2 separate regions of the Oryctolagus cuniculus genome follow, and region 1 is linked to region 2. Evidence: chromatin contacts called from public Hi-C data. All regions are on one chromosome and are shown on one strand. The core of a region is the stretch at or near the end of the contact, and the rest is flanking DNA. Distances in the headings are between cores, read along the strand shown.

Region 1 (5,237 bases), core at 1,723-4,222, 970 kb before region 2:
AGACCTGGAGAGAACATGATTATGGGTATGAAACACAGAGAAGCATTTGCAAGAGTCTATCCCCTTAAATCACGTTACGACTGTAAAAAGTAAGTGGCAACTGGTGACTGAAACATTTATCAGTCCATTTAGGACAGCTTTAACTAAGGTACTAACGACTTCCATATTCAACCACTATTCCAGAAATATGCCATAAACCATAACCCTGTCCTCAAGATTCCTGACACACAGCCATGCTTTTTTATTAGAGGCTTCAACTGGAACACAGCCTTTTTTTTTTTTTTTTTTAAGATAATGCTCTTGGCTACCTAAGCCTGAGACAAAAATGCCCTAAGACCACGTCTCCTCCGGGAAGCGTCTGGTCCCCATACTCTGCCGTTCACTCTTTCTGGATGCTTTCTCTTTTGATAAATTGGGCTTTTCAAGTGTTCTTTTCAGCACACTTCTGATTTCCCACCCTAATTAATGAGAGGAGAGGACCGACCAAAACCAAAAACCAAAAACCAATGAAAGAGCCTAACAGCTGGCACTCAGCATAGGCTATGGCCATGGTCTCATTTCAGAAAAAGTCTCTCCCGGGCTAGTCCTGTACGTGGTGACTGTGCCGGAGGGGCACCGGGAGAGTGTCCCAAGTTGGTTCCCACACTGAGTGGTCAACTGATCCGTCCAAGATCAGGGGGCACAGACGCACATCCACTCACCACAGACGAGCAAACGGCCAACACGAAGGCCCCTTGAGATTCTGGGCGAGTCACAACAACACAAACAACAGAAAGGGATCCGTGGGAAAACAATAGGAAGACACGGAGTCGCTCTTTCTTGGAGTGGATTCAGGTGGGTTTCCCGTGCGTTGTCTCCACCCGTCCCCCTGGCTGTGTAAACTTTCCACCTGCTTAGTCAAGGGCTGAGAAAATGTGACTGCACCAAAGCACGTAGGACGCCGAGTTTCATTTACCATCAAGGGCTCTCATGAGGCAAATGTGTGCAGCTGGAACTAACTTGTACCAGATCTCACCAGTCCCTGGCTCGGGGGAGATATTTGCAAACACCTCTGCAAGTCCCAGCTGTTTTTAATTAAGAGCACATGGTGGGAGCATCACGCCTGGCTTTCTAAAATACCATTTTATCTAAACTAGGATTCTGAACATTTTTTATAAGGACTAGATCCATTTATTTTCAAGTCAAATAAATGATCCAAAGATAAATTTAAGCTTGGCTCTTTTAAAAACAGTAATATTTCACATTGAATATGCTCCTGGGGCCAGAGGAAATGTTCTTTCCTTTCCTAAAATTTCTAGCCAAGTACTCACAAACCCAGTTTCTTCCCAAGAATATATTTAAAAAAAAAAAAATTCTCAGAGCCTTCTTTTAAAAAGGCTGAGGCTTTTCAGAAGCCAGAATAATTCCATTTGCTGGTTGGCTCTTCCTCTCATTCCAGCTCGAACCCCATGGGACAAATAAATCCTTGTCCGAAATGCAGGGTAAGTGTCATGACAAATCACAGACTGGTCAACCACAGCTCAAAGTGTAATTACAAAGACAGACGGGAAATTGGCTTTAAAGGAAAACCGTGGCAGGCAGAAATGCCACCAAGCATTACTTCTTCAACCCAGGTAACAGAAACAGGTGAGAAAAACGTATGCATATTATGGCTACTTGGGGAGAAAAATACACAGCAATACAGATAATTATCAATATTGCTGGAAGAGGGGACAAGGTAAATACATTCCCACTCACCCTGAATTACTTACGCCAGGCACAGAGTTAATTTTTCTTGTTAAATAGCATGTCAGGTACGACTTGGGAAACAATACTCGCAGTAGCGGATAGATGGAAGTTGTGGCAGAAAAAAAAGGATGTGAAGGGAGCTTCACACAGTTCACGAACAAAGTGGAGTTCAAAGGTAAACAAATCTGTTTAACGGATAAATCTATTTTGATGCCAAAAAACTTGCAGGGCATGCGTAGTTTTCCACGATGCCTTGCTCACGCCCATTCTGCAGACCCCTGCTATGGGGCAGACGCCCCTGGATGGCAGAGGGGCTCAAGCCACGTTAGCCTGGGTCGTGCAACTCTCCCTCCACGCCGAGCCCCCGAAAGGCAAGCGTTCCAGGGAAACTAAAAGTAGCTCCTCTCTCTACACACAAAGAGGCTGCAGATCTCTGGGCCACATCCTGCACACTGAGTTCTGATTTTCAGTGACGTCCCTTGAAAATTTCTAACTTACTATCAAACAATGGACTTGGGGGCAGAAACAAACTAGAACTTCTAAATAGCTTCAAATTCTGAAATGCAGAGGGCGAGCCTGCGCACGTACGCTCAAATCCCTGCAGTTCACTATTGAAATATTATCATCTTGAGCCCAGTACAACAAATTGAAACCACATTTGATCCTACTTTTTCTTGTAAACTTGATGGCTTCACCACACTTTTAAAGGCTACACACCCTCCCCTTAGCCCCTGATTTTTTTTTTTTTTTTTTTTTTTTTTTTTTTTTTTGGTGAAATCAGTAGTTTCACTAGCTTCAAGCTTTGCTAACTTAAACAGCATCTCCTACGGCAACGGAACAATGAAAGACGCAGGCACTTGCCCGTCATCACGCGCGAGCTCAAGCCGGCCTGAGATTGCGCCTGTGATTCTGCTGATGCGTGGGTTCAGGACAGGGTGGCTCGGGGTGTGGGTGTCTCCAGGGGTGCCAGGAACCAACCTCGCTCTTCCCTGCTGGGCCTCTGACCAGCTGCTGCGCCACAGTCCAGGCAGAGGAGGGAGGGGGCGCTCACACACTTGGCAGACACAAAGGTCTTAACAACCTTCCTGAAGGCTGCCTCATTCCTGCTGGTGAACTTGAAGCAGCGATTTGCAAGTCCACAGGCATGATCCAACCGGAGTGTCTCCAAGGCCCGTTGCTCCCGCACACAGCAGGGCGAGGGCTCCAGGGAACTCCTGATCCGGTGGAGCAGTTTGCTCCTTTCTCAGAATGTGATCAACTGAAAGCTCCCCTCCACGGCTACACAGACTCCAGTGTAAAACCTGTGACGTGTGGAGGACGGAAGAGAATGGGACACTTGAAACAAAGAATAGGAGTTGTATGTAGTTCACACGCAGGAAACAACTTCCTGGGTTTTACAGCCGGGTCTACCATCAGAAGTGGGCTACTGATTCCCCCAGGTCTACAGGCACCTTCCCTTGCCCCTCCACCTGAAGACCAACGCAGGCACCCTCAGATGCACTTGCTGCACGGGCGGGTGAACGGTTTCCCTGTGGCCAGCGCCCTTAGCGCTGCCAGACAAGTAAAACCCTCAAGGGCCAGCAGTGCTCGTAAAGACAGACTCATCATAAAAATAATGCCTTGAAGAACAGCACATGACAGGGCATGCTAAAACTCCAATTCAGAAACGCCACCGCCCCCTTTCACCTTCCTTCCCAAGAACCTCTGCGGTGTCTCTCGCCCACTACGGCTACGGCAGATGGGTGCAAAGGTTTGATCAAAAATATGTGCCTACTATATGTTATGAAATTTTCTTTTAGGGCCGGCGCTGTGGCTTAGTGAGTAAATTCGCCACCTGCAGTGCCAGCATCCCATATAGACACCGGTTTGAGTCCCAGCTGTTCTACTTCCAATCCAGCTCTCTACTATGGCCTGGGGAAGCAGTGGAAGATGGGACTTGGGCCATCTGCCCCTGCACCCGCTTGGGAGACCTGGAAGAAGCTCCTGGCTCCTGGCTTCAGATTGACGTGTTGTAGCCATCTGGGGAATGAACCAGTGGATGGAAGACCTCTCTCTCTCTCTCTGCCTCTCTATAACTCTGCCTTTCAAATAAAGTAAATAAATCTTTAAAAAAAAAAGAAATTATCTTTAAATCAAACCTACAATGCAGGGGCTTTGAAAGCCATAACCCAGGCCATGCTGGCCAACACGATGGATGACTTTACTGTCTACCATACAACAATCTCTCTAGCCAAAGAGGAAGGTGAAAAATTTAACAATCCTAGGGTGGTTCACGCAGGCTCCTTCTTAGAAGTGGTGGCAGGAACTCATGGCAGGCTCACTGGATTGAGGACTCTTCTTTAATACCCAAGTGCTGATTTTGGTATTTAGAAGTTAATCATTTCTCTCACTTCTCTTGCTTGGCAAATCACAAGGCAACAAGTGCAGAGCACCAGATAGACTGACAATGTGCATCAAAGGTAACACAGCAGCCAGCCAGCGCAGTGGGTGAAGCTGCCACCTGGGACACTAGCACCCAATACTGGAGTGCCAGTTCTTTTTGGCTGCTCCACTTCCAATCTAGCTCCCTGCTAATCTGCCTGGCAAAGCAGTGGAGGATGGCCCAAATGCTTAGGCCCCTGCCATCCATGGGCAAGACCCAGATGGAGTTCTAGGCTCCTGGCTCCAGCTTAGCCCAGCCCCAGCTATTGCAGCCATTTGGGGAGTGAACCAATGGATGGGAGATTTCTTTTGCTGTGTCTTTCTTTTTTCTTTTTATTATTTAATAAATGTGAATTTACAAAGTGCCAACTTTTATATTGTTGTGGCTCCTCCCCCAACCTCCCTCCCTCCCGCGGCCCTCCCCTCTCCCACTCCCTCTCCCATCCCGCCCTTCATCCAGTTTCATTTTCAATTACCTTCATATACTGAAGATCAACTTAGTATATACTAAGCAAGGATTTCAACAGGCTGCACTCACACAACCGCACGAGGTATAGGGTATTGTTTGACTAGTAGTGTTGTCTTTAAGTTTCATAGTAAAACACATTAAGGACAGAGATCCTACGTGGGGAGCCTGTACTCAGTGACTCCCGTTGTAGATTTAACAATTGGCACTCTTATTTATGGCATCAGCAATCACCTGAGGCTCTTGCCATGAGCTGTCTAGGCTATGGAAGCCCCTTGAGTTCACCGACTGTGAACTTGTTTAGTCAAGGCCATATCACAGTGGAGGTTCCTTCCTCCCTTCAGAGAAAGGCGCCTCTCTCCTTGATGGCCTGTTCCTTCCGCTGGGGTCTTGTTCACCAGGATCTTTCATTTGGATTGTTTTTTGCCACCGTGTCATGGCTTCCCATGCCTGTGAGACTCTCATGGACCTTTTAGCCAGATCCAAATGCCCCAAGGGTGATTCTGAGGCTGGAGTGCTGTTTTGGGCATTTGCCATTCTATGAGTCTGCTGTTATGTCCTGCCTCCCCCGCAGGATCATTCTCTCCCTTTTAATTCTATCCTTCATTATTTGCTTACACTG
Region 2 (5,462 bases), core at 788-3,287:
GTGGGGTAGTGATACCTTCTGGGAATGCAATTCTCTCATTAGCAGTTCACCTTGCTATTGCAGATAAAGGACTCTCAAAGGCTCATGGTACATTTTTATTTATGCAAAGTATCCAGGCTCAGTTATAGTAGCTTAATCCTCTATGGCACGCAGACTGCAAAGCCTGTTGAGATGAAATTTAATGGTGGATGTATTTTTTTTTTTTTTTTTGACAGGCAGAGTGGATAGTGAGAGAGAGACAGAGAGAAAGGTCTTCCTTTGCTGTTGGTTCACCCTCCAATGGCTGCCACAGCCAGCACACTGTGGCCGGCGCACCGTGTTGATCCGAAGCCAGGAGCCAGGTACTTATCCTGGTCTCCCATGTGGGTGCAGGGCCCAAGCACTTGAGCCATCCTCCACTGCCTTCCCAGGCCACAGCAGAGAGCTGGCCTGGAAGAGGGGCAACTGGGACAGAATCCGGCGCCCCGACAGGGACTAGAACCCGGTGTGCCAGCGCCACAAGGCGGAGGATTAGCCTAGTGAGCCGCGGTGCCGACCTGGTGGATGTATTTTTAAACAAATGTTGCTCAGCCTTAAGAAAATAATAACAATAATTATGAGGAGGAGAATAATGATAAAGAAAACAATCCACTGAGGACAATGCAAGCTAATTTGCCACCAAAATTAATAGGAACAATCGACTTTCCTTTTGGTGATGTCCTTGTTCAGGAGCTGGTTAGTGGGCTCCTGGGAGCTCATCGTATTATTAAAGATATTGTTGGAGTGGGCATTTGGCCTCGCAGTTAATATGCCAGTTAGGGTGCCGGAGTCTCCAATCAGAGTAGCTGGGTTCAATTCCTGGCTCTGGCTCCTGACTTCATCTTTTCACTAATGCAGACTAGGGAGGCAGTGATGATGTCATAAGTAATTAGGTTCCCACTGCCCATGTGGGAGACCTGGATTGAGTTCCCAACTCCCAGCTTTGACCTGGCGCAGGCCCAGCCATTGTGGGCATTTGAGAAGTGAACCAATGAATCAGAGTGCTGGTTTTTTCTGTGTGTCTCTCTGCCTCTTAAATAAATAAGTAATTTTAAACTGTACTATGTCTTGAACCAGAGATTCTGATCAATGATCAACAAAATTCTAGGTACTAGGTATAAAAGATTTAGGAAAGCAAATCTTCCAATGTTCCTAAAATTCTCAATTTATTATAATGTCTGTGTTTCAATAGTATTTCATTTTAAATAGCACTAGTTTTCCATGTTACTTAATGATGTATATTTCCATCTAAAATGTAATGAAATTCTTTGTTAATATCTAAAGTGGTCGATACGCAGAGCTCAATGTCCCTAGTGTATGCAAAATGCAACCCTAGGCTTTGATTATAAGTAGATGTTCTGCTCAGGGGACACTATGGACTCGCGGCCTATTTGAATTGACACAGTAAACTCTGTTAAAACAACAATAGGAACCACAGGGTTCTACTCTCCTCAAAGCTTAAAAGAAAGACTTGTGAGAAACCAATTCAATTCTTATTTTCCCCCATTTATGAGCAGTGTCCTTAGTTGTCAGAAAAACTAATCCTGGTTAAAGTTCAATTCAGAGTACAGAATTGAATTAACCAATGTTCCAGTAACAATAAAAAGACTAATAACCGAGTGATGACTTACACTTGCATAAGGCTGTCGTCCTGTTTTCATGACATTGGGACCCGTATTTGTTACCCACGCAGCGCTCGCCAGCACACAGCCTGCAGAGAAGAGCAGCAGGGTTGGAACTGGATAAATAATCATTAGTGACAGTGATTGTGTTGACACGGCTTTCCACGGTGTTCTGCGTCATTCACTTGGGAGCCAAGGGTGAAATCTGACCATGAGTTCCTCTTTTCAGGGCCTACTTAAGATTCACCTGCAAAGAAACAGTACAATTCACGAGCAAGAGAGGAGAACGTAAGTGGAGGGAGCTTTCATCCTGTGAGGCCACAGTGGTGCCTAAGCATGACGAGTGATAACCCTGAACACAAGGGGAATTTTAGTAGGAAAGAAAACACCATGTGCTCTGTGCTATTCTAGGACCTCTGGGTCATGATTTAAACTTGGACTTTAAAGAGTAAGAGCTCTTGAGGATTGCAACTTGTAAAGCCTGGATCTTGGAGAGAACCCCATAAAGCCATCAAGTATGGGTTGGTGAAAGAACCCATACCCATTACCGGAGATAATGAAGACTTGCACAGCTAGACTCAGCAAACATAGAGAAGGCTGGGATCACCCACTATCCCCAGAGTGGAACCAAGAGAGTCTGATGGACAAGCCATGAGGCTTATAGCTTAGTAAAGGAACATTGACCCTGTCTCTATGATTTATTTAAGCAGAAAGTGACCTTGTTACAGGCAGTACAGATAGACTGGTGACCAGTTTAGATGCCAACTGAGAGAAGTTGAGCTTGTCACAGCATCTCCTACTGGCAGACAGAAAGGCCCAGCATTGGCAGAATCATTACCCAGGCAACCCAGAGTGGGCACCTAAGCTCATGAGCAGACACCTGTCCCTTGCAACACACTATGACTCCTGAAAGTTTGTGAAAGGCTAGGAGGCAAAGTCAGGCCAATCTGAACTCTCTGCTTTCCCGAGTCTGAACTTGGCCTTCCTAGAACGAGCCTTTAAAATTTAACATCAAAGCAAGATGTTCTGCAGCTTCTTAGAAGGAGACACTATCCCTTGCCCATTTGCTTTCTTTACTTAGAACTAAGCACATGCATTTCTCTGTAAAGCAATCTTTGGCCCTTCCCTTTCTTTGATGTTGTAATCAGTTGCACTAGAACCAGTGCTGGTAAACAAAAACCCAAATTGTGCTGTAGTTCCTGACAGTCATCAGACCTTCTGACTTCCTATTCTGTGTCCCTGCCCCAATTCAGGATGGCCCTCAGGACTTCAACTTCAGGGTGCTGAGTTCCCGCCTAATCCTTCATCTGCCAGCAAAACTGGCCTGCTTTGAACTCCATTCTCTGACAATACACACATGCACCCTATTGAACATTTGTGCTAATGCATGTGCAGTAAAAGGAGTGATTTAAGGAGCACTGAAAATGTAAGCATTCAGAGATGATATTTTTGTCAGAACACGCTTCTGTGTTCTTACTTTTGGTCTTGTGGTCCTTTGTACACTTGCATTCGGCTTGGCCTGAGTCCAGATGTGAGGCCAAATGGTAACAGCTGCATGAGCCTTCCTAACAGACTTGGAGCCCTCTGGTAAAGTTCCTATCAGCCTTTGACCCCAACCTCTATCTTCTAGTTCCTCAGTTTTATGTCTTGCCATCACTTTATTATACAAACCTACTATTAAAAATGCTACTTAGTTTTCTTTATGGAATGGGTTTTTGTGTAAACAAATTACTGTTAGTTAAGCTTCTGTTTTGTGACTTGTTCACTAATCGTTGGTTTTTAGTGCATGTGAATCTCAAAACTGGAGCCACATTCTTGTTGATTAGCTATTAAATACCTAGCTGGTTGTTTGCAATGCCAAAATAGTGTACTGGAACTGGACCCTAAAAACCTCAATTTGATTCCTGACTCTGCATCTGGTGATTTTCCATAAAATTTCCTTTTCTGCCTGCTGTTTTTCTGTATGTGAGAGGAGTGGAAGCTCATAAAAAGAAAGGCAGAAGGCAGATTCCAAGGAGAGCACCAAAAATTCTGCCATGTTCTTGGCAACACTTTACTGTCTCTTTATTAAGAGAAAAAGATATACCATATTGAAATAATTTATTGGTTGATTAACTTTCAAGATAAGGTATGACTCTTCCATCTCGTTAACAAATTTCTAGCCAACTCTGCAAATCTCTTTCATTAAACTTTTTCATATTCCTAAACTAAGTCTCCAAAGGTTTCTAAAATAGACTGCTTGACTCTGAGCCCAAATCAACACAACACTCCCATGTCCTCCCCCAGGCCCTCCAGGGTGAGGGCCTGACAGCTGGGGGTGGGCACGACACAGGAAGTACAGCATGTGCTGCACAACCCGTGCCAAGGAATGTCTGCAGCTTGGAGAAGCAAGCAGGTACCTGTCTGTGCTTCCTGTGGTCTGCAGGAGCTGGGAACTTCACCAAGTCCCACCACATTTCAAGTGTAGCAAATCATAGGCAAAACAGGCACACGGCGAGAATGCCATGGCAACAACAAGCAGGTGGCTCTTTTAGAACCTGGAAGACGTTGAAATCACAACTAGCAGGCTAGACTCTAAACAACACACCTTTCTCCTAAGCAACAAAACCTTGCAGCTGGCAGTTGATCCAGGTCCTGTCATTCACGTCTCTACAGTTGGCATTCAAGTCTCCTTCATAATACAAATGAAGGAATAAATAAACTAAGGAACAAGTAAATAAATGATGTTCTTCTCAATGTTTCAGAACAATTAGAGGACACAGTCAAAAACTTCAACAAAAACCCCAGGTCTTCTGCTCCTGTCAAGATGCTTCTGAGTCACCCTCACTTCTACTTTAATCAGCATCCAGCTGATTCAAGATTTATCATGGAGGGAATCATATTCCTTCCATTTCTTATCAAGGTAGAAATTCAGTTCCCTTGTGAGTCATCTCTCTAAGATCCAGGATGATATTTTTCCTTCTCAAATATTGTGTCACCTTCAATTCTGATAGCTACAGGACACAGAATCTTTTCTTACTTGAAAAAAAAATCATCAAAGAGTCTGCATATTTTAAGTTTAATTTGATAAGTTGTCACAAATAAATCATTTAGATCTCTGATGCAGTATGGGACATGGTATCAAAATCAAGTATTCCAAGTAAACACAAGTTATAACACAACTATAAATTCTACTCTACTTACAGAGAATTATATCACCAGAAGTTTATTGCAAGTTAAAAATATCAACATCAAAAATGCACCCAACCATGGCAGGCTTTTAGTTCAGTGGTTAAATTACCACATGGGGTTCCTTCATCCCATATCAGAATGTCTGGCTTGAATCCTGGTTCCACTTCTAATCCCGCTTCCTGCTAAAGTACATCCTGGAGAATAGTGGATGATGGTTCAACTATCTAGGTCCATGCTGCCCACGTGGGAGAACCAGACTGAGTTACAGGCTCCTGGTTTCAGCCTGGCCCAGCCCCGACTGTTGTGAATCAGTGGATGGAAGATCTCTGTCTCTCTCTGTCACTGTGCCTTTCAAATAAAATGAAAACGAATGAATTAAAAAATCTTTAAAATATACCTGACTACCCAAAGAGGTGTAAGTTGATCTTCTCTGGGATCATGCACCTGACTGGGAGCTACAGCTCAGCGCACTGCCCAGCGCCATGGAAGAAAATCACACTGCACAGAGCTAGCCCAGGAAAGACCAAACTTCAAAGTAATGTTTCTACCGAGTGTGTATCGTGTCTGCACCACTGTAAAGTCAAGCAATTGTAAGTCAAACCATTGTACATCAGGGACTAACTGTATATGTTCCAGAAACAGCCCACCTAT

What was found. Hi-C and Micro-C count contacts between places; a contact is called where the count stands out from the background.
Region 1: a contact with region 2 is called in a Hi-C map of psoas muscle, with 13 times the contacts expected there. The contact joins two enhancer-like sites. A contact is called at or near these places in 4 of 6 Hi-C or Micro-C datasets (ear pinna, psoas muscle, skin fibroblasts and 1 more).

The regions. Positions count from the first base shown.
Region 1 is chr14:89,177,071-89,182,307 of mOryCun1.1, reverse strand. All of the region lies in intron 2 of PIK3R1 (phosphoinositide-3-kinase regulatory subunit 1), which reads right to left. Among named protein-coding and RNA genes, the nearest start is that of PIK3R1, 39 kb to the right of the region's middle. Within about 2 kb of position 2,972, at least 3 of the 8 cell types and tissues checked have an H3K27ac peak or open chromatin away from gene starts, as enhancers often do.
Region 2 is chr14:88,209,601-88,215,062 of mOryCun1.1, reverse strand. No RefSeq gene overlaps it. Among named protein-coding and RNA genes, the nearest start is that of CD180, 47 kb to the right of the region's middle. Within about 2 kb of position 2,037, at least 1 of the 8 cell types and tissues checked has an H3K27ac peak or open chromatin away from gene starts, as enhancers often do.